Regions from separate parts of the Mus musculus genome. Here region 2 is linked to region 1. Evidence: chromatin contacts called from public ChIA-PET data. All regions are on one chromosome and are shown on one strand. The core of a region is the stretch at or near the end of the contact, and the rest is flanking DNA. Distances in the headings are between cores, read along the strand shown. Region 1 overlaps Brdt (bromodomain, testis-specific). Region 2 overlaps 1700028K03Rik (RIKEN cDNA 1700028K03 gene).

The links. ChIA-PET counts read pairs in DNA pulled down with a chosen protein or histone mark.
Region 2: an RNA polymerase II ChIA-PET map of memory CD8 T cells shows a contact between it and region 1, with 13 read pairs. The contact joins two enhancer-like sites. A contact is called at or near these places in 1 of 39 promoter capture datasets (macrophages), 1 of 15 datasets of contacts at CTCF or cohesin (the NIH/3T3 cell line), 3 of 115 datasets of contacts at active chromatin or transcription factors (T-cell acute lymphoblastic leukemia, effector CD8 T cells and memory CD8 T cells) and 2 of 9 other capture datasets (adipose tissue and liver).

What each region holds. Positions count from the first base shown.
Region 1 is chr5:107,357,671-107,361,468 of GRCm38.p6, forward strand. It overlaps Brdt (bromodomain, testis-specific), which reads left to right. Exons shown (of 19, transcript NM_054054.2): 9 at 77-265; 10 at 1,167-1,339; 11 at 1,523-1,803; 12 at 1,910-2,035; 13 at 2,102-2,317. Among named protein-coding and RNA genes, the nearest start is that of Brdt, 28 kb to the left of the region's middle. Within about 2 kb of position 1,866, at least 306 of the 459 cell types and tissues checked have an H3K27ac peak or open chromatin away from gene starts, as enhancers often do. A contact at or near this core is called in effector CD8 T cells and memory CD8 T cells, where this site is marked.
Region 2 is chr5:107,544,422-107,548,703 of GRCm38.p6, forward strand. 1700028K03Rik (RIKEN cDNA 1700028K03 gene) reads left to right here. Exons shown (of 6, transcript NM_182745.3): 4 at 1,267-1,435; 5 at 1,780-1,858; 6 at 3,696-3,956. The coding sequence ends at 3,839. Among named protein-coding and RNA genes, the nearest start is that of 1700028K03Rik, 12 kb to the left of the region's middle. Within about 2 kb of position 1,715, at least 25 of the 459 cell types and tissues checked have an H3K27ac peak or open chromatin away from gene starts, as enhancers often do. A contact at or near this core is called in effector CD8 T cells and memory CD8 T cells, where this site is marked.

The DNA of each region.
Region 1 (3,798 bases), core at 616-3,115:
CAGGCCAGCCTGGACATGGTGAAACTCTGTCTCAAAATAAACCAAAAAATGTGAACAGGTTAATTTTGCATTATAGGATGTTTTTGAACTACATTTTGCCAAGATTCCCGATGAACCTATTGAGAGTATGCATGCATGCCACCTTACAACAAACAGTGCACAAGCCCTCAGCAGAGAAAGCAGCAGCGAGGCCTCCTCGGGGGACGCCTCTTCTGAAGACTCTGAGGATGAACGAGTGCAGCATCTTGCCAAGCTTCAGGAGCAGGTGGCCGTATATGACGCAAGTGTTGATGGTTCCCAAGCGGCTAGTCAGTGGTGCACTGCTTGCAGAGTCACAGCTGTTATGTTTAGATCACCTAATGCCATCTATAGCTTTAGTTGCATCACCTAATGTCTATAGCTTTAGTTAGTTTTTGGCATATTTGCCATGTTCAAAATTTCCTACTCAAATATCTGTATACTATAGTTCTAGAGCCACTACCACCACATTTTATTCCTCTTCCTCCTCCTCTTCCTCCTCCTCCTCCTCTTTGAAATGGTCTCATGTACCCGGCTTGTCATAAACTTCTGCTCCTTCTGCCTCTGCCTTTCAAGTGCTGGGATTGTTGGTGTGCACCATGATGCCTGGGAATTATTTACAATTCTGCTATTTGCATTTATAGTCTGAGTAGTTGATTCTTACTGAAGTGATTTTTGGTATAATGTGGAATATTTTAGAATGAGATCACTTGCTACTTTCTGTGATAAAATAGTAACTTTTACTGAGGTCATATCTGAAGACTAGGGCTGGAGAGATGGCTCAGCAGTTATTGGCACTGGCTGGTCTTCCAGAGCACCTGAGTTCAGTTCTTAGCATGTGTACCAGGCTACTTACAACCACCTGTAAGATATATATATCTTTTGAAAGAAACTTTAATACTGAGAAATGTTGGGCTGTAGTGTTTTTATTACTATACTATGTTATACTATACAGTTTGTTTATTATTTATTTATTTATATACCCTTCAAAACACTGAAATTCCAAAATGAAGCAAAATCCTGAAGGAAGTAGAACATGACATGAATTTCACAAAGGGTGGCATGACTTTGGAGTACCATGTTTTTCTAGTATCTTTAGTGCTTTAGAGACATAAATGTTTAAAGGCTTTTATTTTTTCCTTTCCCAGCTTAATGCTGTTCATCAGCAGCTGCAAGTTCTGTCCCAAGTTCCATTACGTAAGCTGAAGAAAAAGAATGAGAAGTCCAAAAGGGCGCCAAAAAGGAAAAAGGTTAATAACAGAGATGAAAACCCAAGGAAAAAGCCTAAGCAAATGAAGCAAAAGGAGAAGGCCAAAATCAAGTAAGCATGTTCAGTGAGTGACTGCCCAGGAGGCAGGCTCAGTGAAGGACCACACAGTTAGCCTATGTGAGGGCCTGGATCAAGATGAACTGAATGCCTGTGTGATGTGGGTACATTGTATGAAATTCCCACACCAACAAAAATGTTTTAAAAATATGAAACCAATATATAATTTTGTTACAGTCAACCAAAGAAGAAGAAGCCGCTTTTGAAATCGGAAGAGGAAGACAATGCGAAGCCTATGAACTACGATGAGAAAAGGCAGCTGAGCTTGGACATAAACAAACTGCCTGGAGACAAGCTTGGTCGAATAGTTCACATAATACAGTCAAGGGAGCCTTCCCTGAGAAACTCCAACCCGGACGAGATCGAGATCGACTTTGAGACCCTGAAGGCATCCACACTTAGAGAACTGGAGAAGTATGTCCTGGCCTGTCTGAGGAAGAGGTCGCTGAAGCCCCAAGGTAGGCCAGGCCCAGCCCCATCCCTAGGTCCCGCCCCATCTTGCCTCTAGGCCACGCCCCACCTCCAGGCCCCTCCCCGCACTCACGGTTGCTCCTCCTCTCACAGCAAAGAAGGTTGTCAGGTCTAAGGAGGAGCTCCATTCTGAAAAAAAGCTGGAGCTGGAGAGGCGGTTGCTGGACGTCAACAATCAGCTGAATTGTAGGAAACGGCAAACGAAACGTCCAGCAAAAGGTAGGTGGCGGTTTCTCCGCGCCCACCCGTGAGCCATGACCGCTGTTAACGCTCCCTGTTTTGCAGTGGAGAAGCCGCCCCCGCCCCCGCCCCCGCCCCCGCCCCCGCCGCCTCCCCCGGAGCTGGCCAGTGGGTCTCGCCTGACCGACAGCAGCAGCAGCAGCGGCAGCGGCAGCGGCAGCAGCAGCAGCAGCAGCGGCAGCAGCAGCAGCAGCAGCTCCTCGGGGTCCGCGAGCAGCAGCAGCGACTCGAGCTCCTCCGACAGCAGCGATTCTGAACCAGGTTAGCTGGCTCGTAGGCACCGCTGCGGTGGTGGGGGTGGGGGTGGGGGGGTGGCCTTTCCTGTAGCGTCCGGAGAATGTGTAGAGGAGGACCTATGCTTTGGATGCCAACATCCTTAATAAAATCCTTACTCTTTCCATAAAAGAAGGAAAGGATGTGACTTGGGCCTGATGGGAGGTCTCCTAAGGAAATGTACGAGATTGAAAAACTGCGGGTGCTGCTTTCACTTCTTAATGAAAACATTATTTGGGAGGCCTCAGTGTGTTCCCATTGTACTTTGGGTCACTCCGATGTGAAGTGTGTCCTGTTTGGACACTGCTTTCTGAGTTGAACTGTCGCTTTGAATTAAGAAGCCACTCACCCCAAAATTTGTAGAGAGTTTTTTTTTTTTTTTAATTTATGTTTTTTAACTACATATTATTACCTATCATCTATAGAAAAAGATGGAAGTACCACATTTTCTTGTGCAGTTTGTCAGTTGTATTAAGCCAGGCCACTCATGTTTTCTATTACTAGTTGGACAGCTGCCATGTGATCACTGTCCACCCCACCAATGGTGTTCCATTTTAACCAAGCAGCAAATGCAGAACCCAGGGCGCTTTCTTCCCTAAAATGTGCTTTATTGTTAATGGGATGTTTCTTGTGAGGTTCAGTTCTTTTTAATTAAAAAGAACCTCACAGAAACTCCAGCGTAAAGAATTGCAGTTGACAGTCAGGGTCTGCTGGCTGGCAGCGATTCTGTTTTCCTTTGGTTTTGATTCATTTATTTTTTGTAGAGCTAGTCGCTGATTTGGTTTTCACATTTCTGAGTATATAGAGGGGAACAATTTTGTAAAATTTAAAAGAATTTTTACTTTGGTTAGAATTTGTTATTTTAATACATTACATTAAAACTCATTTTAGAGTTCTTATTACAAAGTATTTCTTATATTTGACTTTTAAGCATAAAACAATACTGGAAAAATCTAAGTTGCATTTAGTATTTTAAATTGTAATTAATTGTAATTTTATCTAATAAAGCATTTGTGGCCTAATAAGTTACAGCACCTTGTCTTTTATTTGTGGGATAAAACTATGACTATTAATTTGAATTATTTAACTTAAATATTCAATAAATGCTTTGAAAGTTAGAAAAAAATACTGCATAGAGTTTTTTGGTATAGCGCCTTAGTATTTAGAATTCCTTCTTTCCTTCCTCCCTCCCTCCCTCCCTCACTCCCTCCCTCCCTCCCTCTCTCCTTCCCTTCCTGTCTTTGCTTACTGTGTAGCCAGACTTCACTTTGTAGGCCAGAGTGGATTTGAACTCAGCAATCCTCCTGCTTCTGCCTCCCAGCAGGTGTGCTATACCACACAAAACTCTTGATATGATATTCTAGATATTACTTGATATGATATTCTAGTATATTACTTGAAGAGAAGAAAATGTTTATCATCATCTATATGTTCTTAAAATGGTACAGAAACTTGGTTTCTAACTTTAA
Region 2 (4,282 bases), core at 465-2,964, 190 kb after region 1:
AAATAAATGTTCCTAGAATTACAAAATTATGTATGAGACATGAACAAAGTTCAGGAGTTAAGTTAGGCTAAAAAAGTCTGGTGATATGGAGGGACAGCCTCCATCTGTGCATGGGGAGTAACAGGTGTGACAGAAGTGATGAAGGAAGGCAGGCATCAGTCTGTGCCCTCTCACTCACAAGCTAGCGACCCTAATGCCGAGCCTGCGCCACAGGGAGACCATCGCAGAATCTCAAATAGTTCTGTTAGGTTTACCATTCTAGCAGAGATTTTAGAAGGCAGGTGATTTCTGAATCATCTAAAAAGGCATGCTGAAAATTATCCAGACTCCAAAGCATTCCTCCTAGTTGAATAGAAAATACTCCAGAAAAAAAAGAGCATTTTTGGTGACTTGTATGTTTGGTTATCATCTGTATGTTTACAAAGAGGTACTCTTTCCATGTTCTTGAGGAGGACAATGATGTTCAGAGAGGTTATATAAAATGTATAAATGCATTCAGTCACTGTGTAATCACACACAGCTTTCTATTGATCGTGTCTTTTTACTTTCTGAACAGCTATTACTAAGCTCAAGTGTCCTTTAAGACAATTCTGATAGTTGGTCCCATTTCAGACACCAGGTATATGCTTGTTTGAATACATTCAGTTAGTTACGGCTCCTCCTGAGGGAGGAAGGTTTCTTCAATAAGAAATAATTGAAGATTTGCTTTAAACTCCCTTTCTCTTATTGATTCTCACTTTGACAGTCATTACAGAACCTTCTGAGTCGCTGAACACTTGCTTGTAAGGTAGTGGTTGTGGAAGGACATGGCACCTCCTGGATACCTGTCCCTGTGCCTCCTATCTTCCTTTAGCTGTTTACTTATATCCTTTGGGATAGCTTTTCTAATAAGCCAGAAAATATTTTCAAAAAATATTCTAGTATGAAAACTTTTTAAAGTTTTCATTCTGTAGTCCTGGATGGTTGTTTCTATAGCCTGGAATGGCCTTGGACTCACCACAGTTCTCCTGTCCAAGCTTCCATATGCTGAGATTATAGATGTGTATCACCACACCTGGCTTGAAAGGTTAACTTTTAAAATAGACTTATGGCAGAAAAAAATTACTGGCCAATGTTTTTCCTTTAAATATTTAGAACAGGTCATTCTGTTTTCTAGAGCATGTCAAAGAAATATCCAAACCATTTTGTTATATACAAATTGTTTGAGGTCCCTGATATTATTGAGCTTGAGGCTCTGTGTAACTTCATCATATTCACCCTTTCTAGGAGTTGCATTCTTGTTGATGGATGCTAAGGAGTGTATGACATCGGCTGAGGAAATATTTGTAACCAAAATTGAGAAGTTTATTAACATTCACCAAAATAGTTTCTTGGTTCTATTTGCTCCACTCCATGGGCCTGAAGAATGGAGTCTCATGTTCAGGATACATCAGAGGTATGGAAGCAAAGCACAGCCAGTCTTTCTTAGTTTTGTTTACTTCAGTTCTTAATGCTTTTAGGCAGTCAAACTTTATAACCTGTTATATGTAACCCAACAGGGCAGACAGGTGTTCCTTAAGTCAGGGTGACCAGAGTTGGTGTTGACATGGGGCCTGCCTATTTTACATAAGCAAAACAAAGTGAGCTCTAAAACCTGGTTACATAGCCACCTCAAATCTTCTAAGGCACAAAGCAGGATGTGACTGAATGAACATGTGTACAGCAGAGCTCTGTCCCCTCCTCGTGCTGCCTGTGACAGCAAACAGCAGTCAGTCAGTTACGTAACCACTTTCTTTTCAGGTTCTTGGGCAGTAACTTACGAATACTTCCTGTACACAACACAGTAAACGCTCTTGACCTTATGTGCACTATAGCCAAGGTAAGCCACCTGGACAAAGGATACTCATACACAAATATGTACATCTTGGCCAGAGATTTTAAGGTTTTGATTTTAAATAAAGTTTTGAGATAATAGAGAATTTCCCCCCTCCATTTGCTTCTTAATGCCCCCCCCCCATGCTCTTTTAGATGTGGCCTCTTTTTGTTACGTGTGTGTTCCTAAATGCATACTATAACCTGTTCAGTCCCAGGCTGACCACTTAGAAGTGAATTACCAATTTGGGAGTTTTCCCTGGGGAAGACCTCTTCCCCTGATCTCAGCATTCCTGGGTTTCCTGTAGTTCTTGTCAGACCTGGGGCTTTTTACTTACATGTTATCATTCCTATTGCTGGTGACTTTTTGAGTCATGTTTAGCCATCTATGTTGAGACTTCATATGTATAGCTTCTGACATTTCTAGGAGACACAATCTCACAGCCAATGCCCTATTCTTGAATCAAAATCTTTCTGACCTCTTTTGCAATGATCACTGAGCCTTAGGTGTAGGAGTTGTGTTGTAGTTGTATCAGTTAAAACTAGTAGGACCCACAACCCTGCATTTTGATTGGTTGTGGTTTTCTGTAATGTTCTTTTCTATTTTGCAGAGACAAGTTTCCTTGATGAGGGGTGAGGACTATACTTACCTGTGGATATGACAAATATTTAAAGTGTAGTTAGGTATACTGCTGGTTTAGTAAAGTGGTGGTTGTATGTTTCCCTCCAAGATCCATGACATCACTAGTCCTGGGTAGTTTTCAGGGTTCCCAGTACAGGCATGATTTCCCTCTTGTTTAGCAGGTCTTAAATCTAATTAGAGACCTGTTCGTTCCTGCTAAGATATGCATGCCACTGCTGTACCCTTAGGGTTATCATGTCATGCTAGTCACTGTTGTGGTTCATAGACATACTGGGTAGGATTGTTGGTTCCTTCCCTCATTTGGAAGCTTGCACCGCCCCTTCTAGGGTCATAAAGGTAGTCTTCAGAAATAAGGACTTACCTTCCACCCGTGGGCAACCAAGAGCAATAGCAATAGCTTCTAATGTTTTGGGAGTCTCTTGGACAACTCTGACAACCAATGCAAAGGAGGGCTTCTCATGTCTAGTGTTGGGTTGTGTTAGATGGCCTATGGCTCTTCAATGACTGTCAGCCCCGGTGGGAAAACTTCATTAAAATTATAGATTTATATACCGACTTAAGTGCAATATAGGTATTTTAAGGTAGACTCTTTATGACTTTTTAAGATACTGTTATTGTTACTAAGGGCTTTTGTTTTTAAATATGTCTTCAAGTTGTGTACCCTCTTGAGGATTGTCAAGCTATCCACCTTCTACTCATTTCTTTCCTGAGCCTGACATCTTCGCAGTTTATTCCTGGTAACCTTGTGAACTGTTCCCCACCAGTTCAGTCTCTTCTCAGGTGGCTTCTCCTTGACAGTGTTCATAGACACGTCAACTTCCCTTCCTAAGTTTTGCACTTGGAAATCCTAGAGCATTTCTCATACTGCATTTTAGGGAGTTACAGTCTGAAATTCCTTGAAGACACAGTTCAGTTACTCTATCACTCTAATTCATACACAATGTTTTGGCACATCCATGTCGAGAGATGTTTGCTGAATTATCATTTGAGGCAGAATTTCATTCTGCAGCCCTGGGTGGCCTAAAATTCTCCATGTAGACAATACTGGCTTCAGTCAAACTCAGACATCCACATGCCTCTAACACCTAAGTTCTGGGATCAAAGGTGTGTGTCATCCTCCAGCAGAAAGAATTTTGCAAAATACAGTCCTACCAAAATACTCTTTCTATAAATAATGCTGTATGTTTACATCTTTTTTCAGACTACGTCCAAACCACACATAGACAGCATCTGCTACAGAATGATAACAACTAAAGCGTACATCATAGAGCAGAGCCCTGTCTGGAGAACACTTCAAAAGATAAAGTTGAGTAGTGACTCAGTTAGTGCAGACTCAGGAGAGTGATCACACTTTTTCAAATGGAGGATTAGTTAAACTTATTAACTTGTAATGTCCAAATGTAGATTTAAGGGCGTCTGTATTTAAAATAATATGTATACAATTAAACTTATTTTATTTGGGAAGCTTGGTTGAATGGTTCCTTTGATGTTTAGGAGTGCAGCTGCACAACACAGTGCTACCCTAGCATATACTGGACCTTTTAAACACTACAGGGAAAAAAAAAAGAGAAAATAATGGATGCATAGATAAAACTCATAGTTTTGTTTGTTTTGTTTTGTTTTAGAGACAGGGTTTGGTGTTTTTGTTTGCTTGTTTGTTTTTCTCATGTATAACAGCCCTGGCTGTCCTTAAGCTCACTTTGTAGATTAGGCCGACCTTGAACTCTCTACCTCTGCTGGGATTAGAGGTGTACACCACCATGCCTGTGTGTATATACATGATATATA